Regions from separate parts of the Bombyx mori genome. Here region 2 is linked to region 1. The links are chromatin contacts, called in public Hi-C maps. All regions are on one chromosome and are shown on one strand. The core of a region is the stretch at or near the end of the contact, and the rest is flanking DNA. Distances in the headings are between cores, read along the strand shown. Region 1 overlaps LOC101741678 (A disintegrin and metalloproteinase with thrombospondin motifs 7). Region 2 overlaps LOC101741678 (A disintegrin and metalloproteinase with thrombospondin motifs 7).

Region 1 (7,372 bases), core at 1,309-3,808:
AAGCAATTTAATATAAGTAAGTCGATTTTGCAGAGACATGTAACAAGATCAATGAAATCTCAAGGTGGACAAAAATGTCTAAGTATTACATAATAAAATATTTAATATTTGTTCAGAGTGGGGGTATTCATCTGATTAATCCATGGAATAACCGACACACCTAATCTCTTAACCCAGATAGAAATATCAGCCCCTAAGTACTTACCAAGAACGGAGAAATATAAACCGTTTTTATGAAAGCCCACTATATATGTATAAATATATATATATATATTGTTATTGAGCACCTATAATTGAGGTGATGTCTGCCATGTATTTCTGTCAGTTTTTCAATTTTTTTTATTGATGATCACTTTGTTGGTGCAACTAAATAAATAAATAAATTAAAACTATATATAAAAATAAAAGTAGTGCCAACCCTAGCAAATTTCTCATTTCGTCCCAATTAACCGCAATTTTCGGGTAAATAGGGATTACACCTATTTTTGCATTTTTTGCTTAAACTGGAATGCTAGTTGCATAATTTTAAATTAGACAACAAAGATGCCCCCAAGACTCAATCATTTTGATCCTGATATAGCATTATATACATCAACAACTACCTTAAAATTGCTCATAAAGTTGGAATTTGTCCCTAATCGCCCCATTTTACGGTTTGTCTTGTAGTAAATCTCAAAAAACAATTATAAATACTTGAAATGATATTTTCTAGTTTGTTGATGTAATTCAATGTACAAAGCTGTAAGTCTTGTGAACGTTAAAAATATGCAGATCGGTAATAAGCTTTAATTGGTTTAGGTACTTACCGCGAAACTTTTTTACACGCACCTATCATTAATAGCATCTAAAACAGCGCAATTGTAGACTAATTCAAATAAATACGTTACGAAAGCTATTTCACTAATCTGTGAAGTCTACAAGAGCGGGAATAGCCGGCTAATAATATACGTTGGTGGCTGACTCACAGCCATGCGGAAGCCAACGAAAATCTCTATAAATTCTATGCAATAAATTCAATACACTGATATGAAAAACAAACTCGATGTTCGGAACATGAGGTTTGCCTTTATAACACAGCTAGGGTATTGGTTTAAATTATTGATTTACGATGGAAACATTCCCTTGTTATTAAAACGAGACCACGTCATGATTGTACGATTAAAATTTAACGATACCTACGTATATATTGAGTTCGAGAAAATACGACACGTGCCGCATTTTTATAAAAAAATAATATGACAATATAAATAACCCGTTGATGTCTTTTCTGTGAAACTGTGCCAATAACCGATAGACGCCACTATAACGTGGTTTTATTAAATTTTTATTATAGATTTCGTAGAAGTAAGGTCGGCCAGATGAATAAAAGCCTTATCTACACCGGCACTCATAGTTTAATGGAGAATCACTCTCGGATGTGACGCGGGAATTACTAAATTCATCTAGCGATCGTTTACAATTGCGATACTGATTTTTTTTCGCTTTAGACATCGACCTGTTGCATGTGTAAAATTAATATTAAATGAACGATTAATTTTATATTTTGAATTCTAGCTGCACTTATATAATATTATTTGTTAAAAATGTTTCGAATTTGGGCTTTGATCCAACTTTATGCAATAATCCGTGACATGTTAGTATACATGTAGGTATTAGTGTTTAGGAGCATTCTGAACTTGTATGGACATTTACTACTGTACCAAGGATGCGACAGCCGTTTTAAAAGTCAATTGAGACTTTGGCCTCATGTCTCAAAGCGGGTGGTTTCGGTGAAATTCTCTTCATATCATTTAGTATACAGTAGTAAAAAATATATGTAAAGATGTACCTTTCAATACGTTTTACTCGGAGCTGCTCTGAAATTCTACTCTATTGTTTATTTCGAAATGCTGCTTTAGGAATAAAACACGGCATTGTTTAGAAGCTTTGGTCACACGTAGCGTTGTAAATGAAAAAAAAAACGTTAACAACCGCGAAATCCCAGTCGCGTCGGCTGCTGGAGGCTTTGATGACTGACTCTAGGCGGCATTTATAAACAGAGAAAGTTACATATATTAAATTTATTATTCTTTATCGTAATTTTTTATTTGTAGATTTCGCTTTATTTTATACTTAATATAGCTAATGCTTGTAGATTATGCTAGTTAATGTTCATCATAATAATTAAAGATAATATATTACGAGCTTTTCGTTTTACTAAAAGCGAGCGTCATAATCATATGAGAACTTCTAAATGACTGTACGAAAAGAAGGTTTAATTTTTATACACGATCTTTCGCAATCATAAATGAGAGGAATATATTCGAGTTGAATATCCGAAATAAAGCTTTTTTTTTATTGCTTAGATGGGTGGACGAGCTCACATCCCACCTGGTGTTAAGTGGTTACTGGAGCCCATAGAGATCCACAACGTAAATGCGCCACCCACCTTGAAAGCCACGCATTATAATTTCGCATTTGTTTTGTGGTAATCGAATGTTTATTATGCTTTTACGTGTCAAACGCTGCTCTGCAATACTTGCGTTCACATAGCAGGAGCGATAAGCGTGTGAGTACGACCGTAGCAGAGACACGAGACAGCGTGGCGTCCGCTGTCGGTCGCCGACACATTACCATATAATATTAACATATGGCATTCTTCAGAAAATCCAAAATTCAAGGTTTCTTAGATGAAACTTTGTTATTTCTTTTATCTTTAAATTGCGTTCATATTTTTGCCCTATTAGCTGACCTGGCAGACTTCGTAGTGCCTCAATCGATAAATAAAAACCCTAGACTTTTGTATAAAATAAACTTAAATCAAACAAAAGGAATCCGTCCGACGGGGGACACGTCAAAGGAAAAACAAAATTGTTATTTTTATATAATTCCGAACATTTTTATATTTATCTACCTTTTAAACATTCTCTGGACTTCGACAAGTAATTCAAGACCAAAATTAGCCAAATCGGTCCAGCCGTTTTTGAGTTTTAGCGAGACTAACGAACAGCAATTCATTTTTATATATATTTATACTCTATTTACCCTAGGACCTTTATTTTACGTAGAATGATATTACGCATTACTCGTTTACGTATTTGTGAACAGGTAATAATTTAAATTAGCCTTCGTTTAAGAACTTTAACAGATTTTAGTAGAGTCGTTGATTGAATTAAGTTACCGGTGCCGATTTCCGGTCGTTACGAGATATCGTAAGCGAATACCGCTAATAGACTTGACGAAAAAGATACGTTAAATTTAATTTACGAATGCTCATTTAGTGATTCCGAATGCTTCAATGTTTACGTATTGAAAATCGATTACGAATCGAGGTAATTGGCAATCGAGATATTTTCGAGACCCTTACGAACGGCATTATTATGCAGGTTTTTTTTCTCTCCGTAAAAGTCATTCGAATGTGTTTAAATATTGATGACTCCGATCTTATGGGAGATGCATAATGCATGGGAGTCGCCCGCGGGTCCGTCACCGACACCGTTACAAAACAACTCATTGTCTTTTGATTGCCGCTTTCCGAGAACATTCGGTCACTTGTTTGTACCGTTTACCGAATCGAGCTTCCTCGTTGCATTCATTTCACACCGGTTCTGACCCTCGACGGTAGTATACCGCAATTCACCAGTTAAATTCCTTGTTTTTGAAGGCGTTTTTTTTTTCTCCTTCAATAATTTTAATTATCATACATATTTAATGATTTAAGTATTGCATTATCATTCTCGTTCACGGTTTTAAAATAATTGATTGTACACATAAAGCTGTTGTTGAGCATTTTGAAATAGATATCTAACAAAAGACGTCGCAATGAAATTGGATTGTGTCCCAAAATTTTGCTTCGTCCGCAATTCTCCGTACAGTTGATCAATTTCTCCGAGAGCACAAAGAGAGGTACCAGAGAAAAATAAAATCGTCGATTTTTCAGTAGGTACAATACAATAATCGATTAACGATCGAGAAAACACTTTTTAAATAAATTAAGAATTCTATTTAGGCATTAAAAGATTCACGATTTTTTTTTTTTTTATAAATAGCTCAATCTAAATCGATAGGCAGGAGTGTAGAAAGTTACGTAACTGATCGGTCTGCTTATCGTCACTATAAACAGGTCTACGGGCTAACAGTTGTCCGTTATATCTTGTTGAAACTAAAATATTTTGTTAACTGCATTTACGCTTCCAGTTTAGCGCCGCCGCCTTGAAACATACCGAAATAGATAACTTTAAAATCTATTGATCATTTCCTTGAAATAAATTTGTTTATAAATGTGCAGACAGCGTGCATGATTAATCCGAACTCTTTTAAAAACACGTAGAATATAAAATAGGAGCCCGTAATAAAGTCCGAAAATATTTTCTCGAGAGAAAAAAAAAACGTAAAATCAAAATATTAGATTTCATCAGTTTAGTAGATAACAATCATACAGCTTTGACGTACCTAGTAGTACCTACTGATTTGTTAATAAGAATCTTCTTGAATCTGGTACGCGAATATTTATAAATGTTGTGCAACGCTACAAAAAAGTTTTCATTACCATAAAAATTGTACTTGTAATTATTATCCAATGTTACAAACGTATAGGCTTTTTGTTAAATATAATGAATGCCCAATTTGTACACACCTGACATCCTTGGCCTTAATGTCGGCGCGTTTGAAGTGACCGGTCGATCAGTGCGAAACGCCGTTAGCCATCCGCAAATACATACAAAAACATGTACATAAAACAATCAACCTTGCACGGTCGAAGATTTTTGCCAATGATTATATATTAATCGCGTGTTCTCCTGAATTATTTACATTTAAAAACACAGCAACATTCGCCCTTGTTCAAAAATGAAAATCAATCTAAGAATTATTTTACAGGAATGATGTTCATCATTATTTTTGATCGACCGATAACATTGATCTCGATAGTATGGATAAAACGTAACATCTGAATTTTTGACTAACAATGATAATCGCGCTGATGACGTAAATACAAAAGCATTATCGTTTCAGTGTTTTGGAGAAATAGGTAAGTGTGTTGCACAATGCAAGGTTGCTAAGCGAGATAAAAACATGACGAATGATGTAAGAGTATTTACAATAGAGTTTTAACAATAAGCAGTTGTTGTTAGACATTACGGTGCCAAGTATCCGCCACTGAGGCCTTAATTAATATTGTTTAATCATTAAAAACGTAATCAAAGCACTGCTAGGGTCAAATATGGTTTTTTTTTTATAAGAGTTTTCTTAATCATTCTGTCGACACCAACTATACGAAATATAAAAATTGGGATATATATTAATAAATATAATGTATACGATATCGCGGATATCCGCGAAAAAAAAGTTTTTTTCCTACCTATGCTGATAACCTTGTGAGGCCGATGTGGTTTCCAATCGACAGCTTCGCCCTAACGTGTAGGTGAGCTCACGGGGCTCAAACCAAAATGGTGCTAACACTGGCCCTAGCAAGAGCAGTGCTTCGCAGAATCTACCACCGGATCAGAAACGCGACCCACTGAGAAGATCCGGCGAGAAACTTAGTGGGCTGTGTCTGTGGGTTAATTCGCTCGTCGAGCCCTACATCGCAAGTGACGGGTTCGACGAGGACGGTGACTGGTGCTTGTGGAATCTAAAAGCACCGTTAATGGATCAGGAGGATCCGTAATTACGTGTTTTGGGCTAAAGAAAAAGTAATAAAACTTTATTTTTTATCATTGCCCACATGTGCGTTTTAGTGTGAAGTGATTACTGGAGGCCATAGACATCGTGGATGCCGTTATCCGCCTTGAGACATGAGGTCGAAGTCTCAATTCATTAGATATATAACTCAATTCATTAGATATATAACGGTTGTCTGATTCTTCAAACTGGGACACGTGACTATTTCATGCCGCACGTGGCATCAAAGGTATTCTGATCGTCAGTGGCCTTCAACAACATTGAAAAGGCCAGGGTCTGTATACTGCTTCAGAATCTCCCAATAAACGAAAAATACAGTAAGTAGATAATGAGTAATGACTGTTACTCAAAATTATAAAAAAAAAAACACATCGTAATATCCGTTAGAAACAGTTGAGTTATTATAAATTGCGTTTTGTTTAAAAAAAATGTATAATATAAATCAATTGCAATACTTATAATATAAATCTGCTGCGGGTAAAAAGCAGTAAAATTCAAAATGAAAACAACTCATTCAATTTTTAGTTGGGAATCTTTTGCGAATCGTCGACGTACACGGACCCAGGTGTAGTTTTAAATTCAAAAGTGTTCTATTTTGGCGGCGGTTACTCATCGTCAATCTGTTTGTATTACTAACAGACGCCTTCACTTGCCATTGACCTTGTCTTAGCTCGCACGAGAAAAAAAAAAAAGAAATGCTAATGTACTCAATACCAACGGGTTTCACTAACTCAAGAAAACTGTGACGAATATTACGTATACAGTCACAGAAGTTTGGTCTTTAAAAAATATATGCACTATGTACATTTTATTAATGAAAAATGAAATTCAAAATGAGTTCGTACCTACAAGGAGAATCGTGCTGGCTGCAGATGTCGCGTCTTGTAACTAAAATAGCGACATCATGGTGATGCGGGTTTGTATCGTTGTCTGGGTTCAATTGCTCTTGCCAACGGCAGAAGGATGCGAGTGTCGAATCAGCATTCGTAGACACTTCTAGCTCCTGTGCGGCAGCTAACTCTTCGACAAGGATAATTTTTACAACGACCACTTTAATGTAGTTTCCAATCGACGGATCCATATACAGAGAAGATACCTGTTCAAAAAATTAAATTTAATCAAGATAATGTTGATTATTGAAATTTATACAAATTCAAGTAGACGCGTGTAGTATAGTTTACCATATTCATTATAGTCAACAAGTAAATTTCCAAGCTGTCTTGGTCGTGGAACTCCGACATGGATTTGTCTGCGACGAGTAAAACCTCAACGTGCCGCGGCTTGCTCACGGAACGAGGCGCTCGCCTGTTTGGGTCTAAATTGTAGCGGGTTGGATGATGGCGGCTATACCGGTTGTTCTGAAAATGAGATAATAAACAAATACGCTCAGAAAATATATTTCATAATAAAAACCGTTAAGAATTGAAAAATAATATTACCTTATTATAGCGGTATTTCTTGTTGTCGTCTAACTCGGAAGTGTGAAGTTTTTTTTGCTTCCATTGATAAGGCGGCTGTCGTGTACCACAGTTTTTCGCGGCACGTTTCCTTCTTCTTCGGTGTTTACGTCGCAATCGCCTTTCACTTTTGTTTTGATTTCTTTTACGGCCCTGATTTGAATGCAATGATCTGCTACCTTCAATCGAATTGCTTTTCGGATACGTGTGCATTCTTCTTTCTTCCATTCGTAAATTTGATTGTTGTCTTCTAT
Region 2 (7,372 bases), core at 3,289-5,788, 54 kb after region 1:
GAATCCGAAGCATGCGACGGAGGCAGTCTCGGCGAGCTGTTCAGTGTAGTTGTTTTTTTCCGGCCATTGTCTATACGACAGTCCGTCACTTTTAAAAGCCATTAGCAATGACGGGAACAAATGACGGCTGTCCATCCCACTTTGCGGTATTCAGTTAAAGCAGTTAAAGCGATCGGAACGTTTACGTCGAAGATCAAACAAACTATCTTCTGTTTCGTCAGATCTTACATAGTAAATAGGCAAGGGCGGATCCAGCTTTGGCGCCAGGAGGGGGTCACATAGTCGTGGGCAAGTTAAGAACTTATAATTTAATTTTGATAACAATAGATAATAAATAAATCATGATGTTCCTCAATTAGTCCAAGTTAGTTCAAGTCCTGGAACTAGCTCAGGGGGGGTCATGACTCCCCCCCCCCTGGATCCGCCGTTATAAATAGGTCTGTCCAACTATTAATCAAAAGATGGAGAGTCTGTTTGACTATGAATCATGTTACCTAGATCCCGTCAACTATTACTTCTCCATCGTGCTTGCGTTTGGGTTGCTAACGCCTCACTTTACTATTGATTCTCCCCTTTGGTTCTATAATGAGCACTAATGGAATGGTGTATTGTACACCATTGTACTCGTTGGGATTGCCGACATCTCTCATATCTGCCGTTAACAGTAAAGCCTATCATGTTGCGAAATGAGGTCTGTCATTCCAAAGCCTTGATTTCGTGTTTTCGTAGGCATACGACCACCGGGTCCATTTGATAGTAAATAGTCACGGACACCAGCAATGCGAGTGGCATAATTAAGCTACTGCCTACTGCTGTGGAATCATTCACGTTAATGCGCCTATGGGTTCCGTTAAAAAATAGTGAGGAGAGAGATCATTCGCAAAAAAATTACTGAATATTCATTGGTTTAAAGAAAGAGTATGTTAAAGGGATTTCAAACTGAATTTTCATTTCTATTGATAAAAAAAATCATAGTTTTCTTTCGGTTTCCGGGGAACGGGAAATGACAACAGTCGATTTTTCGAAAACTAAACGTAAAAATTTCCAAGCCTTTAAATAAACGAATGAAAAACACGGCCGCACATTATTATTAGCCAAACATCAACAAAACGAAAGAAAATTACGTTATCAACGTTCGATATGACGTTGGCGATAAGTCAGTTTCGGGTGTTGAACTTTTAGATCAAGATTTTAAATCGCCAAGTCTCGACTCTGCAGTGTTTGTCTAGCTAATCTACGGTGCTAATATGCAATCATCGTTCGGATTAAGAATTTATTACTAGCAAATACCGTTTGTATACATATCTTCTTTGTGTACTTAGACAAGTAGCCAAACTCGCAGATAAATCGGTGTTGAATCGACAATGAATGCTCATAGACACTACTACGAGAAAGCCGCCGCCAATCACAGCAAACCGTTTCCTATTTATGCAGCAAATTAATATTAATTCGTATTGATTCGGCGAGGATCAGCGTTCTCGTAGTAACATTGAGATTTAATTTTATTTAATTTTGATCTCATATCTCAAAGTTGATGGATAACTGATGTTTTTTAAGGGGCACCAGTCGTCCTATTGACACCCAAAAATAGTACTATCAGATACCTAATTCGACATTTAAATTGTTTTCCAATCCGGCAAGTGGTTATCAATAATATGATTCTCCCTAATATAATTTTCTTATCGTTAACATAACGCTACAAGCGAAGAAACTATGTACTTGTAGGTACGCATTTTTATTTATCTGTCTATTTTGTTAATATTTGTCTATAATAGTATAGATAGTAAAGACAAAATAATTCAAGGCAATTTTCTATACCAAGCTTAAATACTGTCAATAAAAAAGTTTTACAAGAAGAAATAACAAAACAAAAGGGACAATGTAATGCATTAAAATGAATCTAAATCTTCAGGTGGTTTTGACCACCGGGCACAAGTATTTTTAAAAGGTTCTCTTGCGAGTAATATAGTTGTTATACGTCATGTCACTCGTTAAATCACCGGTCTCAGATACAATCAGATCTGACAGAGACAAGTGATCACTTTATCACGTCGTTCATTGCTTTATCATGTAATTGGACAGTTTCACATTCACTTTAACATAAATAAATGAAAATTGTGCGAATTGCTGTATTATGTAAACTTGGGCGCAGAACCTATGCTTTTAGTGTTGATGGATCTCAAAAAAGTCTTGTTTACAATAAATAAAAATCGGAATCGCAATATCGGCTCGCGTCTACGTGCACCCGTCATAACATTTTCGCTAACGCTATTATTAGGTTAGTGAGAACGCTAAATTTAAATAACTCATTATGAAGCACGGGTGTGTGTGTGAAAAAGAGGGGTATGCTGACAGTCTTATTTTGATACATGAATAATTCATATCCATTGTTTTGGTAGCGGAGGTGTAGCTTAATCATATCTGGGCAGTAGGCCACGTGAATTGAAGAAATCCGCTTGGGAGATATTTAAAAAGATTGGTCTGGGTTTTTTACATCAAGTTAATGAATGATAATTGAGTTTTGCAATATTAGTATACCAAAAAAAATTATAATAATACAAAGTCCAATGACAATCAATGTCTTTAAAAGAAACATTTAATAGAAAAAAAATACTTGATTATTAAAGCCTGATTTCATTCTAATTTCGTACCTAATACAAATATTACCAAACAGTGTTGTTCTTAATCTTGGCGGAAGACTTATTGTTTGAAACTATTTCAACCGATCATGAAAGCAAAGGTGATAGATACGTGACTAACACTTTTCGTTAAATCGCAAACATACACAAAGTTGAATGACTTTTAAATATAGTAAAATAGTCTGCTTATAATGTGAATTGGTTTTCTCAAATGCTACACAAACGAACTAGAGGCGGATGGATGAAACTTGAGTAGAACAGGCGTTTGATGACATTGGCTGCGATTTCGCTGTTTCTACAGCGGTCTGTCAATTTCGGAGAATAACGTTTTAGGATCGCGTGCGCATTTATGCATGTAGCGCGTAGGTTGAGACTTATCGGAACACATATCGTAGAATGTTCTATTGTATTCGATAGCACCGATAAAGATCTTTATTCAGGTCACAATGCAAGGAAAGGGGAAATTTAATAAAACGTATCCATTCTTCCTTATGGTTTATTTTGAAAATATTTTAGTGCACAGAAATAATGGTATCGCAATGACTTAATTAACTTGTAACGTGATTGAAATCAGTATCATAGTTGCATTTGTTTATTGGACGCTGTTTTCGAATCATCAATCCACGTGTGAATCTGACGCGGCATCCGATAAAACAAATCCTATTAAATTAAAACACGAGGCGCGTGCTTTGATTAAAATTATGTTATTTCTATTAGACATGCGTAAAACACGTCATTTAGTTCCTACTCCCGTAGACCGGTTTTGTCAGAAAGAATGTTAATAGGACAACAAAATAAATGTAGGTCGCACCGTTGACCCGTACGAGGATCGACTTCGAATTACCCAATACGCGTTTTAAATAAGTAAAACTCCGAAATTCGCACCCGACTTTGTATGAGACGTACCCCATTACAGACAACATTGAATGCTAGACGAAACGAATGAGTTCAACCTGCGCTCTCGTAAATTATGTAATTTATTATGTCTGAATAACTAACGTGCCGATATAGGAATTTTATTCAATTAGTAAGTTAGCAGTAAACTAGCTTCTCACGTTTGTAAATGGCGAGTTATGTAAATGTGCAAGTAACTTACGGTTCCGAAGGACGTGATTGATTAATATTAAAGGTTTATTTTCCGTGAACTATCATGGAACTTATTTGTTTCTTATGAACTTTCATGAATTAAATATGTTGGAAGATTTTTTAAATAAGCATAATAATTAATTAATAATGGTAGGACCTCTTGTGAGTCCGCACGGGTAGGTACCACCACCTTGTATATTTCTGCCGTGAAGCAGTAATGCGTTTCGGTTTGAAGGGAGGGGCAGCCGTTGTAACTATACTGAGACCTTAGAACTCATATCTCAAGGTGGGTGGCGATATTTACGTTGTAGATGTCTATGGGCTCCGGTAACCGCTTAACACCAGGCGGGCTGTGAGCTCGTCTACCCATTTATGCAATAAATAAATAAAAAGCAAAACATTTACAAACCTAACATTTACTTCTACTTATTAATATGTGTCAAAGTGCATAAAGTGCATAAGCATCGAAGCAAATTTATAAATAAATAAAATAAAATAAATGTGTTAATTGTTAGTTCGTTGTTGGTGCAAATATAGTAATTGTGATACAACTATGTAATCGAATGTGAGTAGAAAAAATCGATATATTCAATCGACTTTTTCTTGTTACGGAATTTAGTTATATACTTAAGTAATAAGTAAAGCTGGGGGAAGAGCTTGAATCTAAATTTGAAATACGGCTTGTTGAAATAACTACGCAAATAAATGCAAAAACGAGGCTCACTGAAATGTTTTACTTTTCGTTACACGAATTAATTGGATGCAGTATCAGCAAACAACACGGCGCACGCGATATAGTGTTAATTAGATTGTCAGCCGCATACGATTTGCATGCATCGCCGTGCCGCGTCTAAGGGCGCTAGCACACCGACCAATCTACATCCGCTTACGAAAGAAGATTGCACAAAGTGGGAATGAGTTGCTCGCTCCAGGCATTTCAATATTGTAGTAATTGTTACGTTATAATACTCAGTGTAAAAAATTCATATTTAAAAAAATAATAATATTAAAAAGTAAATAAATAATAATTTTATATGTAAAAAAAAAGACATGCCCGCTGAGTTTCTTGCCAATTCTTCTCAGGACGGAGGCTAGTTCTTGTGAATTGGCGGTAGTTCTTTTGACGTTCAACAAGTATGTACTTTCATTTATGTTGAATAAATTTTTTTGATTTGATTTGATTTGATTTGAAAGCTATAGTACATATTCTTACGTTCTTTTTGGAACGAAGTTCCTTATGGGACGATGCGGAGAGGTACCCTTACCGAGAAAACGCGTCCGTAACGTAAGATTTTTATTATTTATGTATAGTCTTAGTATGATGGCTATACAGTGTCTAATCTATAGTCTACGTGATGACGGTTATTATTATTATGCATATAAATAGCTGTTATTTGTATATTATTATCATATATTCTTTTAAAATCATTGCGAATAAAATAAAGTTGATAACTTTGTAAAGTAGTTTTTTTATCAATAAAAAAAACATAATAAAATGTGTATACCCTAATACGATACTAAAACGATCATAGTTAATTTTAAAATCGATGCAGAAGACAGAATTTGGTACATGTAGGACGGTCGATCACTGTCAACATTACAACCATACGTGGTCATTTGAAAGACGCCTGATTGTCGTTGGAGAAAACGACGCGACTTCACCCGTCACGATCGGTAGCCTGATGGGCTACTCAGCTGGTGCCGCTGGTTCTTAGAGATACCTCGTTGAACCAGAACAAACGTTCCGAATCAAAACGTGATACTCCGCCAGCCGGTCTCTCTTTAGTTAAACTCTGGGTGATGCACTAGAGTGCTTTACCGCACTGCGATGGTTTTTACGATCGCCAAAACTAGGTGTGAGCCTTTCTACTGACCCCGACTCGACGGCAGCGCATAATACTATAAAAAAGTGTGTATCAAATTAATCTGTAGTACGTGATTGTAAATGAAACAAATCAACATGCATTGATTGAAGGACTGGTGAGGCGGAGGGCTAAGGATAGAAGAATAGTTGTATCCGCATCTACGAAACTATTCAAGTAAATCCAAGGTCAGTTATAAGTGTTTCGAGCCCAAGTTCGCGAACGGCTGACATAGTGAATGATTACATTATGTAATAAAATAAATCTTAAGTTGCGTTATTACCAGTGGGAGGGCGTTTTGTGAGCCATCACATCAACGTCTACCTACAGTAACAAAAAACAATGTTCGTATTCGATAATTAAAATTAATATGATAACGATATTTGTGTCAAATTAAATTAAAATCAGCTTTATACTCCCTAACAGTTCCACGTGACTGCTTTATTTGCATAAACATATTCAGTAATTCAATTGCCAGAGAGTAATTTAAATTAAATATTAATTATGTAATTGTTTTAAAGAAAAACTTTTAAAGCAAGTGGCACTTCCCTAGAATAGGCTTCCAATCTACACAGTGGTACGAGGCTAAACTCGAACCTGAAACCTCTTGATTGACTGAACACTGATGAGTACGCGAATTTCTAAAATAAAATCACTTTTTTTAAATCAATCGTAGAGTGTGTAGGAGCCCTTAAGAAACGTTCGACGACTTACAACCCGTTCGGTGACTACCCGGGCTGCGTACAGAAAGGTCGACCGCTAGTGATGAGACATGTTCTATCGATACAATCTACGATTATCATAATTATAGGACTGGCTTTAGAATATTTTAATAAAAAATATAATGTTAATTTTTTTGTTTCGTTTTATTATATGTATTCGTTTTGCGATGTCAAAAATTTCTGATTAAAATATTTGGTTGATTGTAAAACTCATGCCAAATTTTATGCAGCATGACAAGAGAACATGCTGCGCTTCTCATTTAAGGGCAAGAAGATGAAGTGTTAGTGTTGAAGTAAGTACAAAAAACATAAATCTTTAATAGTGTTAATTACTAATTTTTAAACTAAATTGACCTCGCTACAGTCAGTGCAGTCTGTTTACATTATTTTTTTATCAACGTTGTTTTGTATTTCTGCAATCGGTCTTGCCAATTGTTTTTGTTGTTAATTAAGACCAAGAACATCTCGTGATGGAATGTTTATTTCTGTCATTATTTGTTTCTTTTAATTCACATTTTATTTACCTTCATTTCTCCATACATTTAGTGAAGCACACGTTCAATTGTAAGTCACGCAGTTTTCGTAGTTGTCGATAAAATGTGAACCATTTTGTATCCCATTCACTAGTGAGTTAACACCATCAGCAGGTGGACAATAATAAACTGCATTCAGGAACCATATCACTTATTGAATATTATGTATGTTTAAATGTTTTAGAAGTTTCATTTTGAATCTCTAATTTTTTATAAAGGTGAACGAAAATTCTACTACGATTTAAAAAATATATTATAGTATTTTGCAGTAGATATTAAAAACTAGCTGTATATATAAGAATTGACTGAATGAACATATAAATTAGTACAGTTTTTTTTTTTTATATATTTAATACAGTAGAATCATAATTAATAATACGTCAGAACTACGTTTTTACCATTGATAAATCTAATTTTTGCGTCGTTCTTTTGTTATTAATCACGTAGTCGCCACAGTTTTTTAATAAACCATTCGCTTCGTCATATATGGCTATTATCGCAGTTCTAAACACGTGTCAAATTATCGGTTC

Evidence for each region. A called contact is a pair of places that touch in the nucleus more often than the background predicts.
Region 2: a contact with region 1 is called in a Hi-C map of whole pupa, with 2.1 times the contacts expected there. The contact joins two enhancer-like sites. A contact is called at or near these places in 3 of 7 Hi-C or Micro-C datasets (all in whole pupa).

The regions. Positions count from the first base shown.
Region 1 is chr21:8,494,898-8,502,269 of ASM3026992v2, forward strand. LOC101741678 (A disintegrin and metalloproteinase with thrombospondin motifs 7) reads right to left here. Exons shown (of 20, transcript XM_038018510.2): 5 at 7,101-7,372; 6 at 6,843-7,019; 7 at 6,507-6,757. Among protein-coding and RNA genes, the nearest start is that of LOC101737826, 34 kb to the left of the region's middle. Within about 2 kb of position 2,559, at least 5 of the 8 cell types and tissues checked have open chromatin away from gene starts, as enhancers often do.
Region 2 is chr21:8,546,708-8,554,079 of ASM3026992v2, forward strand. All of the region lies in intron 1 of LOC101741678 (A disintegrin and metalloproteinase with thrombospondin motifs 7), which reads right to left. Among protein-coding and RNA genes, the nearest start is that of LOC101741678, 23 kb to the right of the region's middle. Within about 2 kb of position 4,539, at least 4 of the 8 cell types and tissues checked have open chromatin away from gene starts, as enhancers often do.